Regions from separate parts of the Mus musculus genome. Here region 2 is linked to region 1. The links are chromatin contacts, called in public promoter capture Hi-C maps. All regions are on one chromosome and are shown on one strand. Each heading gives the region's core, a stretch centred on a gene start, on an enhancer-like site or on the middle of the called end of the contact. The rest is flanking DNA. Distances are from core to core; before and after follow the strand shown. Region 1 holds the start of Frat2 (frequently rearranged in advanced T cell lymphomas 2). Region 2 holds the start of Dusp5 (dual specificity phosphatase 5).

Region 1 (5,730 bases), core at 598-3,097:
TGTACAACCTGTTTAGAGCTCTTTTGGTTCCCATAAGACAGATCAGAATATTTCCAGCCCCACCCATCCTTCATACCCACCAGTTCCCAGCATCTGGAAACTCAGGACACAGCCTCTGTGTAACGACCACACTCCTCTGTTTCAACCAGGAAATATTGCCCTGGTTGGCAAGCCGAGGGGGAAGGGAGGGGAGAAAATTAATTTCATCTCATCTCCCTGAATCAAAGACCAATCGAAAAAAAACAAAAAGAAAAAAAATTACGGATGGATTTGAGAAAGAAACAAAACCCTCCAAATAACAGCAACAAGGTAGGGAGACTAGATCTACCATTGTTAGAATGGCGTGGTGGCACACGCCTTTGATACCAACACTTGGGAGGTAGAGGCAGGTGGATTTCTGAGTTCGAGGCCAGCCTGGTCCACAGAGTAAGTTTCAAGACAGCCCGGGCTATCAGGGCTATACCGAGAAACCCTGTCTCGAAAAAAGAAAAAAAAAAAAAAAAAAAAAAGAAGTCTCAAAGGAAGCTAGCCAGGATGCTCCCAGCACTTGGGAGGCAGAGGCAGGCAGATCTTTGAGTTTGAGGCCAGCCTGGTCTACAGGGTGAGTTCCAGGACAGCAGGGCTACTCAGAGAAACCCAGTCTAAAAAAAAAAAAAAAAACCAACCAGGCAGTGGTGACGCATGCTTTTAATCCCAGCACTTGGGAGGCAGAAGCAGGTGGATTTCTGAGTTCGAGGCCAGCCTGGTCTACGGAGTGAGTTTCGGGACAGTCAGGGATACACAAAGAAACCCTGTCTCGAAAAACCAAAATAAATAGATAAATAACCATAACCAAAACCAAACCAAACCAAAAAAAAAATATATATATATATATAACAGGCAAACTGAAAAATGTCAATTTCACCTGTAACATGACTCATATACACAATAAGGTTTTCAATGACTAAATTCTAGTCGTTTCAATGAATGACGTATATCACATATTAATAAGAGTGTATTCACCCAGTTCTAGGTTTTCCATACATATTACAAAAAATAAAAGGGCCAAACTAAAAAAAACTCTTATCCTTTGACCTAAAACTCCACTCTTAGGAATGTACTCTGAAAAATGAATCATAAATTTGGAAAAGTTTTATGGGAAAGAGCATTAGTCACACACTTACTACAACGGCGAACTCAGAGAAACAGCAACCGTTGAAGGAATTTAAACAATTACAAGTACTTAATGGAAACTTACGTAATCGGTACAGTGTTTTCAAAGCGCGTGCAGTCACCGGAAAAAGCGTTTATAATTTAATGCGACTGCAATGCTTTTGTGTGTGGCTGTATAATGTACAAAGAGGAGGATGAAGGGGGGGGGGGGAAGCCTGTTAATCTCGTTTGAATCCTATGGTTACGAGAACATTTTCGTTTGAACTACAAAAAAAGTCAATTCGATGTAGCTCTGAGAAACCGGAGCAAGTCTGAGAAGCTCTGACCACAGGGTCGGCTTCCCAACCGTCGGGGTCGCCCCTCCCCGGGCCAGCGCAGGCGTTACCCACACGTGGGGCTGGAGCGGGCGCGGCAGAGGAGGGGCTGGGTGTGCTGGGGGTGTGTCCGCGAGTGGGAGCAGCCAATTGGCAGTCGCCGAGGGTGCCTCCTAGGACCGAGAGGTCCTAGGACCTGGGCTCGGCGAAGTCGGTGCCCCGTCCCCGGAATCGCTCGCAACCATATAAACTATCTCTGGGCAGACAGTGTGGGCAGTGGTCTCGCACGGTTTGCGCCGTCCCGCGCCCCTAAGTCTTCTAGCGAACGTCTCCCCCCACGGTCGCGCGCGGTGGTAGGAGCCGCGCGACGTCACCCATTGTTTACAAATCAACCCAAGCCGGCAGCGTTCCGGCTCCCGCGGCTCTAAGGCGCGCGGTACCTCTGCCCGGTGGTCCCGGCTTCCGCATCCCCAGGCTCGGCCCCCTCCTGGCCCGGCTTGGGCCTCCGCCGCGCTCCCGCCCCAGCCGCGGCTCGCCGAGCCCGCGGCCAACCGAGCTGCCAGCGACGCCCGCACAGCCGCGGGGGCCCGGGCGGGGGGCCATGCCTTGCCGGAGAGAGGAGGAGGAGGAAGCCGGCGACGAGGCAGAGGGGGAGGAGGACGACGACAGCTTCCTCCTGCTGCAGCAGTCGGTGACTCTGGGCGGCTCGACCGACGTGGATCGGCTCATCGTCCAGATCGGCGAGACGCTGCAGCTGGACACGGCGCACGATCGCCCGGCCTCGCCGTGTGCCGCCCCGGGTCCCCCACCCGCGCCTCCGCGGGTCCTGGCGGCGCTGTCGGCGGACAAGACCGGGACCCCAGCGAGGCGGCTGCTGCGGCCGACGGGGTCAGCAGAGACCGGGGACCCTGCGCCTCCGGGGGCCGTGCGCTGCGTGCTGGGGGAGCGCGGGCGTGTGCGGGGCCGATCGGCGCCCTACTGCGTTGCGGAGATCGCCCCGGGTGCCAGCGCGCTTCCCGGGCCGGGGCGGCGAGGGTGGCTCCCCGGCTCCGTGGCTTCTCACCGAATCCAGCAGCGGCGGTGGACAGCAGGCGGAGCGCGCGCGGCCGACGACGACCCGCACCGGCTCCTGCAGCAGCTCGTGCTCTCCGGAAACCTCATCAAGGAGGCGGTGCGCAGACTCCAGCGAGCGGTCGCCGCGGTTGCGGCCACGAGCCCCGCGAGCGCTCCGGGGTCCGGGGGTGGCCGAAGCGGACCGGACTCAGTCACTCTGCAGCCCTCGGGCGCCTGGCTCTGACAGGGGATCCCTGGAGGAGGAAGAGGACGCCGCTACGCTGATCCAACAGTGTCTTGCCCGGGACTGTGCGGAGCAGGAGCTGTCGTCCATCCCTCGGGCTACAGCCTCAAAGTTACCGGCCGCGAGAGGCTGTTAGAGAAAACGGACTCTACTGAGTAGCACCAGCAGCCGAGGACCTGGGATCTACCGGTTGAACTGTGGCAGCTACTTAATCCACTTGGACCTGACTTAGCCCTTATCGTGTGCTTGGATTGTTTATAGATGTGGCTCGCAGGGGCGGGAATCGGGAGGGCTTCTAACAATACTTGAAAAACCAATAGTAGATATGATCTCGTTATTTTCGGGTACAGAAGCTTTCTGAATATGGTGCTACAATTGCAGAGCAGAGCGGTTCTAGGGTGAAGAACATAAGTTGGCAGATTTATGTTGGTGGGTTGACAACGCTTGCTTTCCCCTGCTTAATTTGTGATTATGAAGGTTGGGGACCTGGTTGGTGAATTCTTGAAGGTGGGGAGAGATGAGTTTAAATGGGGACATGCAATTGATTCGACCTTGCCAACTTGAACTCAAGGTCAGGTTGGTAGAGTGGAGTGTTGTGGGATTCTTGGGAGCGCTCACCCCAGTGTCTTTTTCTGGAGCCAAGCACAGACCGGAGTGTCCCTTTGCCACCGCGTGGAGTCTCCCGAGGACACGGCCGACATGGCCATCCTTGTAGGAAGAGTTATTTGCGGTTTCTGTGCTTTGCTTTTCCAGAACTACTTCTGCTAGGCCACTCTTTGGCCATAGCTCCAGCTTTCTCAGAAATGGTCATAAGCAACCTCCTGATCTCCCTGCGGCCATTGTGTTTGTGGTGTGTGTGTGTGTGTGTGTGTGTGTGTGTGTGTAGGGGGGAAAGCAGTGGGCACACTTTTCTGCTCTTTTGACCCTCTGCAGAGTTGGAGGGCGCCTCTCCTGCTAAACCTGTCAGTTCTTGGTGAGTGACTGAAACTTTTTTAAAATGTGACTCCCAGAGGAGAAAATGCTGGCTTTTCCTCTTGTGAACCCCGAGGGGCACCTCAGGTGCCATCCCAAACTTTAAGGTAGCTAAACTTTTTTTTTTTTATGATTCAATGGCTCGGTCATCCTCCAGATGTGGCTGTTGATGTACACTTCGCAACGGAGTGTCTGAAATTGTGGTGGTCCTGATTTATAGGATTCATAATTAAAATGTCTGCTGAATAAATTTGGTTTTTGTTTTGAAAAAATGGTCTTTGTTTTTGTTTGGAGTTAAGAGGGGGAAGAAGACCTATGTGAGGTATCTGTACTTGGGGTAACTGGGGGGCTGGGGCTAGCGCTATGCTTTAGTTAACTCCTGGAGGCGGTATGTTTGAGTATCTCTGGCTGTATTTTCTTTCTTTCTTTTTTTTTTTTTTTTTGAGACAGGGTTTCTCTGTGTAGCCCTGGCTGTCCTGGAACTCACTTTGTAGACCAGGCTGGCCTCAAACTCAGAAATTCACCTGTCTCTGCCTCCCGAGTGCTGGGATTAAAGGCATGCGCCACTATGCCCGACTTGTATTTTCTTTTACACACATTCTGAGATAGGTTCTCAGTGGCCTAGAGCTCACTATGTGTAGGTCAATCAGGCTAGCCTCATACTCAGAGATTTTTCCCTATCTCTGCTTCCTGAGTTGCTGGGGTTACAGGATGAACGGTGTTCACTTCACCCAGCTATCTGCATTTGATACATTTACACATTGATTTGTTCAGTGTATGGAGGGTTCACATATGCATTAGGAAAGCCTATGAAAATCAGATGGCGATTGTGGCAGCTTCTCCCCTTCTACTTAGGCCCTAGACATCAAATTTGGGTAGTCTGGCTTGGCGGGGAATGCTTTGAGAACTTGAGGACAAGGAGGCGCTGTGCAGGGAGGGGAACATTCTAAGAATGGGAGCCTTCAGCCGTGGTCTATTGGGCGAAAGAACCCAACGTTGGTTTGTTTTGAGACAAGATCTGTGTCGTCCAAGCTGTCCTGAAGCTTGCCATGTAGACCAGGCTGGCCTTATTCCCTGCCTCTGCCTCCTGGGTGCTGGGTGCTGGGATTAAAGGCCTGTGCCACTACATCTGGCAAAACCCAAGATTGAGCCATTTCTTTGGCAGTCATTGAATGATTTGGGATAGTCACAAGGATTAGATCGAAGTTCTTTTGTTTTTTGGTTTTTCGAGACAGAGTTTCTCTGTGTATCCCTGGCTGTCCTGGAACTCACTTTGTAGACCAGGCTGGCCTCAAACTCAGAAATCCGCCTGCCTCTGCCTCCCAGGTGCTGGGATTAAAGGCGTGCGCCACCACTGCCTGACTTACTCTTCCCTTTGGGGGACAGGATCCCTGTATGCATCCCAGATTTGCCTCTGTGGGTAGTTCTGTTTTTATACCCCTTCCCCAGTGCTGGGGTTACAGGTGTATGCTGTCATACCTAACAACTTTTTTGGAGATTGTTTTGAGTTTGAGACAATTTCACTCTTAACCCAGGCCTTACCTCCGCTTTCCTTGTGTATTTATACCTGTAAAAAGCAACATTTTGGTACAGCTGACCTCTGCTACCAAGTCCTCTAGCTGTGTACCATCTCCCCCTATGGTACCCAACATGATGACCTACTAGTGCTGGAGGACTCCAGCATCACTCTACTGCCGCCTGCAGGCTTTGTTATAATGAGCGAGTCCCTGCCCCCACCCCCACCCTGTGCTCCTCTTCTCTCACTGGTAGAACAGTCCTGCCTAAATGATTGGGAGGGTGAAGTATTCAAACCAAAATTCCTCATTCTTGGAAGTAAGTACCCTATGGATTTATATACGCCGAGTGGTAGGCATACTCTGCAGAGACGAGGATGCTGAGGTTAGACCATCCATTAGACACTGAAATTGTGACTGTGCGTGTGTTGCTGTAGATTGAACCCAGAGCTTCACAGAAGCCAGGCAGGCACTCTGCTAC
Region 2 (5,673 bases), core at 2,862-5,361, about 12 Mb before region 1:
CCTCAATCAATCAATCAATCATCAATCAATCAATCAATCATCAATCAATCAATCAATCAATCAGTTTTTAAAGGTCTCTCAAAGAGAGGCAATGATTAATGTTTTGTGTCTATCAGAAGTGGCTTATCTGGCATCTGGTAAATATTAACCATATCCTTTCAAAAAACAAAAGCTGTTTTTTTCCTCTCTTGTTTATGTAAACAAAAGTGTGATTATGCAAATTTTCTTTGATTTCTAAGACTCCATAACTGGCTTTTCCCCTAGCCTGTTTGCTCTAAGCAAAACTGCAGCTGTATCCTCTCCCACTCGTGACAGCGCTTGCCCTCTCTCACTGGAAAGGTCCTAAAGTCACTGACATATTCTTCTACAGTTCCGATGTGGTCATAAATCAAGTTAGTACATTCGAAACCAAATGGGAAATGCAGACTTCTGGACATGCAAGGATGCCGGTATTGTATTTCAACTCCCCCAATGGACGGCTCACTTAAGGGTTAAGGGGATGGGAGCATATGCCTATCATTTTAGCAGCTGGAGGTTGCTGCAGAGGTGGAAGAGGAGGAGGAAGAAGAGGAGTTGAAGATTGCCTCAAGAAAAAGAAAAAGAAAATGACTAGGTAACAGAAATGTATCCACATCAGAGTCCCAGGACCAGCAGGGAAAAGACAACAACTCTGCCCCAGAGGCCTTAGAAAGCCAAGGCCTTAGAGGTGGACTGGACATCCTTGCTTAGGAACCTTCTGTTCTTATAGAGAGCAACCTGAGGTACTTCAGAGAGGCCCCAGAAAACCTACTTGTCTTTCACTGGCCCCAAGGACTCACTTGCTGTCATGTTACTAGTTAAGCACACATCCTGAGACAAAGTCCTTTCTAAAACCTTCATTTCTCGTTTCCATCTTTTGGTACTGACTGCCCAACAGTGGAGGGCTTACTCCTGCAGTCAGCAAACGGTTACGGGATTACATGGCAGCCTCCAGCTCCCTCCCCGGAGCTGCAGCCAATTCCTGGGATGAGTCACCTTGTCATTCTGGCTTCTTTTCAGCTTCTGCCGCCCCTGTCCCCACTTAGTACTCCCCAATGGCCTCTGTGGTCACCAGACAGACAGCTCCCTGGCTCCCTGGAGAAATTTCTGGTCTTCCACACACGGTCATGTTCTCTGCCATGAAGACAGGGAGCCTGGCTAGAAGGGGTCTGGGAGTAGAGGTGAGGCCAAATGCAGCCCCTTACAGACTGATGCTAATCCACATATCCTTGGGGGGAATGGACTATTTCCTAGTCAATAAATCATAGGGTTAGACCTGTGTTCAACAGTTTGGGTTCCAGGAAACAAAATAAGAGGTTTGTAGGCATTTGGAGAAAAACTAGCCCAAGCACTACCAAACTAAAGGAAGAGAGGCCTTATAGGGCTGCCTCGTCTCTGGGCTTTAAACAGACCATTTAGAGATGGCGGGCAGGAGGGGCAGAAAGAGGTGTTGCTTACAACCTAACACGAAACGGGCAGAGCACACAGGGCTTGCCTCTTCAGGCTGGGGTCAGGAGATTAGGTCTCTGCCTTCCGCCCACTCCCATCGGAGGTGTGGAGACAGAGCATTCCTCTCTGCTGGCTCACTTGTGCCTCACTCGGATTGCAAGAGTGCTAGCAATTCCTCAGGCCGCTTCAACCTTCTCCAGAGTGAGTCTACTTTCAATCATCACTGTGTTGCCAAAGGAACAGAGAGCCAGCGCACAGGCACTCTATAGAAGCAAGCCCCAGCCACCTAACTGGTCTTCAGCATCTCCTTTCAGTGGGAGACGGAACTGTAGGAAGTATAAGGGGCCTGGCACCAACACCCAGCGCCACTAAATCAGAGCCGAATGCACATCTGGGGTGCTCTATTTAAGAGAAAGGGACTCTTTGTCACAGTTTGAACTTCAGTGGTGTCATAAGGGCAGCAATATCTATCAAATACCATAGGCATATCTCTTTCACGCTTAAGCTTTCACGGTCTGAATGAAGGACAAGACCCCACAATGCCAGAGCAACCGGCAAGGACATCTACCCTCTCCGTAACGGCTTTTCACACAGCCAGACTGGAAGCAGCCTAGTGGTTATGACGAAGGCACTACCATGCAGCAACACGGATGTCTCCAAGATCTCCAAGAAAAGAGGCAGGATCTGGTATGACATGGGCTCAATCTGTTTTTAAAAGCCATCCATGGGAGACACTATCCAAGAAGAATTCATTGGTGTTGCTTCTGGGGAGGAACTAGGTTTTAGGGTGGGCTGAAGACACACATCTCCTTAAACACCCTTGGGGCTATTCAGATTGTCACCTGGACACATGTTACCTCATTTTTTTAACAGTGAGAGAGAGACCGCTGCAGAGCTTAGAAAAGGCCACCCACCCTTGCAGATTCTGCAGCTGGGCTGCAGCAACATCCACCTGTTATCTCCCAATGGGATCAACAAGGAACAGTTAGCAAGAGGTGTTAATTAGCTGGGAAGCTACCCACTTGCCTTGGGATCTTCCTGGCCTACAGTGTGTGAAATTCCAACTTGCATGGCTTTGACACTGGGTCTTCAGCTCACTGCACCTGAATTCTGAACCGTAACAGAGTTCCTGGACAAGTCATCAGAGTTTTGGGGCCCTATCTGAGAGCTCTCTCCCCTGCACCCAGGCCAGTGTTCCCATACTTTTGAGGTTAGAAGGCAGGAGCAGTCACAGGAAATGACCCAGAAATCAATGATGTGGGGTTTGAGAGTAATCACACACCCACAACCGGAAGCCAAAGTTATCTCGACAGCAGGTGAAATAAGTCGGGCCTGCAGGCAGCTCTCGGAGGCCTAAAATCAAAGGCCTCAGAATCTCCTCTGAATCTTTGCAGCCTCTGCAGCACCTCTCTTAACTAGGTTGGCCGGTTGGTAGTCTCTGAGGATAATCCCCTGCTGGGGATGACAGGATGAAAGGGGTGGGAAAGCTGTCAGTTCCCAAATTAAGCTTGAGAACGGCCTATTTGGGGAGAGGAGGAGGAGGAGGCTGGAGGATAACAATAAAAAGCAATAAAGGGAGAGGAAGGGGAGGGACTTGCCAGGGTCAAAAAGGCAAGAGGCCCACCAAGACACAGCCTAACGTGCTCTAATTGTCTAGGCGGGAAGAAAGGGGACACCGCGGCGCCACTCTCCTGGGGGAGGGTCTCAACTTGTTTGATCGCGCTGATCTGTACAGAAAGGTTCCGACCCCCGTGGCCTGCCAACGGCGCCAATGACCAGCATGAGCTCTGGGCCCCCGGAACTATTAGGGAGCACCGCCCGCAGCACCTTCCCAGCCCACCCAACCCAGAGGACAGACAGGATGCCAGACGCTTTCGAGGAAAGGCGGGTGGGGAGAAGGAAGCCCTGGGCGCTGACGTGTTGCAAGGACCTCCCAAGCGCACGTCAAACCCCGGGGTGCATACTCCCGCAAGTGGTGACTTTCTCCGGTCCAGAGTTCCCATGCAGGGAGGTAACCCTGGGGCCTGGTAACACAGGGTGCAGGGGAGCAAGGGAGGGTGGCAAAGGGCAGTCTGCTCCCGGACGAACTCACCTTTAAGGAAGTAGACCCGCGGGCCGGCGGGCAGGCAGGCCAGCAGCGAGGTGAGCACGACGCGCGCGGCGCTCTCCTCCCGCAGCTTCTGCCAGTGGCGGCTACCCTGGTCCAGCACGACCACCGCCGCCACACCGCCGCCGCCCTCCTGCAGCAGCCGAGCGCGGGCCGCCTCGTCGGGCAGCACGTAGCGCGCCGACACCGCGCCGCCCCGGGCCCGCCGCAGCACCACCGAGTTGAGGTTGACGTTGAGCGAGCCGCGCACGCTCGACGCGGCGAAGGCCAGGTAGGGCCGGCAGTCGAGCACCACGCAGCGCGCCTCCGCCTCCTTGCGGAGCATCTTGCGCAGCTGGCGCCCGTCGAGCGACGTGACCTTCATGCCGCTGCCACCCAGCGGCCCGACGCTGCGCGCCCCACAGCTGCCAGAGGACGGGCGGGCCACCTCGCGGGGGCTGTGGCCTGCAAACGGAGCCCGGCGCGAGGGGCCGCGCGACGCTCTCCACGCCCCGCTCGCTGGGCTCCCGGCCCCGCCGCTCGCTGCCCCAGAAAGCTGGGGATTCCGCCGGCAGCGCAGCGTTTTATGTGAATGAGTGCGCGTCCTGTGACGTGAGTGCCCATATAAGGCCAAATATGGGTATTTCCCCGCCCCCTGGCTGACCACGCCCATGGGTGGAGCTTGCGGGCACCCGCCTCCACCCAAGGAGCAGGCTGGAGAGAGGGCGTCTTAGAGCGAGAAAGAGGAAGTGGCGGGCGATCGCTCCCTCTCTCGGGGGGCCCGGCGCCGAGAGACTCACTCACGCATCACCCCGGACTACCGGTGGAGTGTCAGGAACGCCACCAGGCCGAGGTGACCCACGCCGTGCGGGAAGAGGAGGTGACCGTGGCCGCGCTACGGAGCCCCTGGGGCCTCCCGGTGAATCCCGGATTCCGGTCGCTCCCGGTTGTGTCTGCGTTTGCAAGGAGATTTAGCCTCTGAGATGAGCCGAGATGCGGCGTGGCTTGGTCATCTTGATACTGGGGGCTTCTTTCTAACACGTTACCCCCACTTTTGTTACCTTTTAATTTTCCGTAATAAAAGTTCCTGAGAGTAAAAAGGAGGAGTTGTGAATGGGTGAGCCGGAGACGTCAAGTGGATTCTACTTCGGATGATTGACAGTCCCCTTTTGGCTCTCTCCAAAGATTGCTCTCTCCAATGTACCACCCGAGCTTCATAGTGAGACCCTGCCTCAAAGAACAAAACAAAACAAAAAGCCCCACCCCCACCCCCGAACAATACACCGACTCGGGAGCTCTGTGGTTCTGGGCAGCTTGTGGGGAGCTGTAAGGCTCAGTCCAGTTAAACTGTTGTCCGGGTGGCTTCTGGATTTGTGGGATTATGGTGGATAAAATGTAATCCCAGGCTGTCTGCCCCCGCTATTCTCTCGGGAGCTTCATGCTGCCTGCCCCCATTCCCGGAAAATTAAGTGTGATTTGTCCCCTCTGCAAGTATTTACTGAGGGCTCTGCTAGCTGTCAGGGCACGTGGGATGCAAATGCGTTCTGCCTACAAATCCTTTGCCAACTATTTCACTGTTATCTTTTCATGGAAAACAAAACAAACCAAACCCTTGCATCCATTTACAGCCCCCATAAGTGGATGAGATTTTTTTTTTTAAGGAGAAAGCAGAAATCACATTCTGCTATCCAATCAATCAGCCCAGCAACAATAATGGCTGGCATTGCTTCTGGGTCATATCTTCATTCAAGCAATCGATTCAATCACTGTATACTCTGTCCTGAGTATTCAGTGGCTGGCCTGTAATTTTAGCATCTTTGAGACTGAGAAAAAAATATCAAAAACCCGAGGCCAATCTAAGCAATATAGACGCCCGCACCCACCCCACCCCCCACACAAAACAAACAAACAAACAAAAAAACACCAAAGCTGTAGCTAGCAGGCTCCACCCACGTCTTTCATCTCAAGCCTCACGAAGAATACCCAGCACCGGCACCAGCCAGTCTTGTGTTAGACGCTTGGTAACACGGCTGGAAGCAGGACTCCAATCCATCAGCCCCAGCCCAGGGAGGAGGCCTGGTCCCATCTCGGGCCTCTGTAAGTGTCTGTGTCTGCACACC

Evidence for each region. Promoter capture Hi-C pulls out the DNA fragments that hold promoters and counts their contacts.
Region 2: a promoter capture Hi-C map of frontonasal cranial neural crest shows a contact between it and region 1. The contact joins the promoter of Dusp5 here to the promoter of Frat2 in region 1.

Annotation. Positions count from the first base shown.
Region 1 is chr19:41,844,249-41,849,978 of GRCm38.p6, reverse strand. Frat2 (frequently rearranged in advanced T cell lymphomas 2) reads left to right here and starts at 1,847. Exons shown (of 1, transcript NM_177603.3): 1 at 1,847-4,007. The coding sequence starts at 2,068. The coding sequence ends at 2,763.
Region 2 is chr19:53,527,583-53,533,255 of GRCm38.p6, reverse strand. It overlaps Dusp5 (dual specificity phosphatase 5), which reads right to left and starts at 4,111. Exons shown (of 4, transcript NM_001085390.2): 1 at 3,560-4,111. The coding sequence starts at 3,938.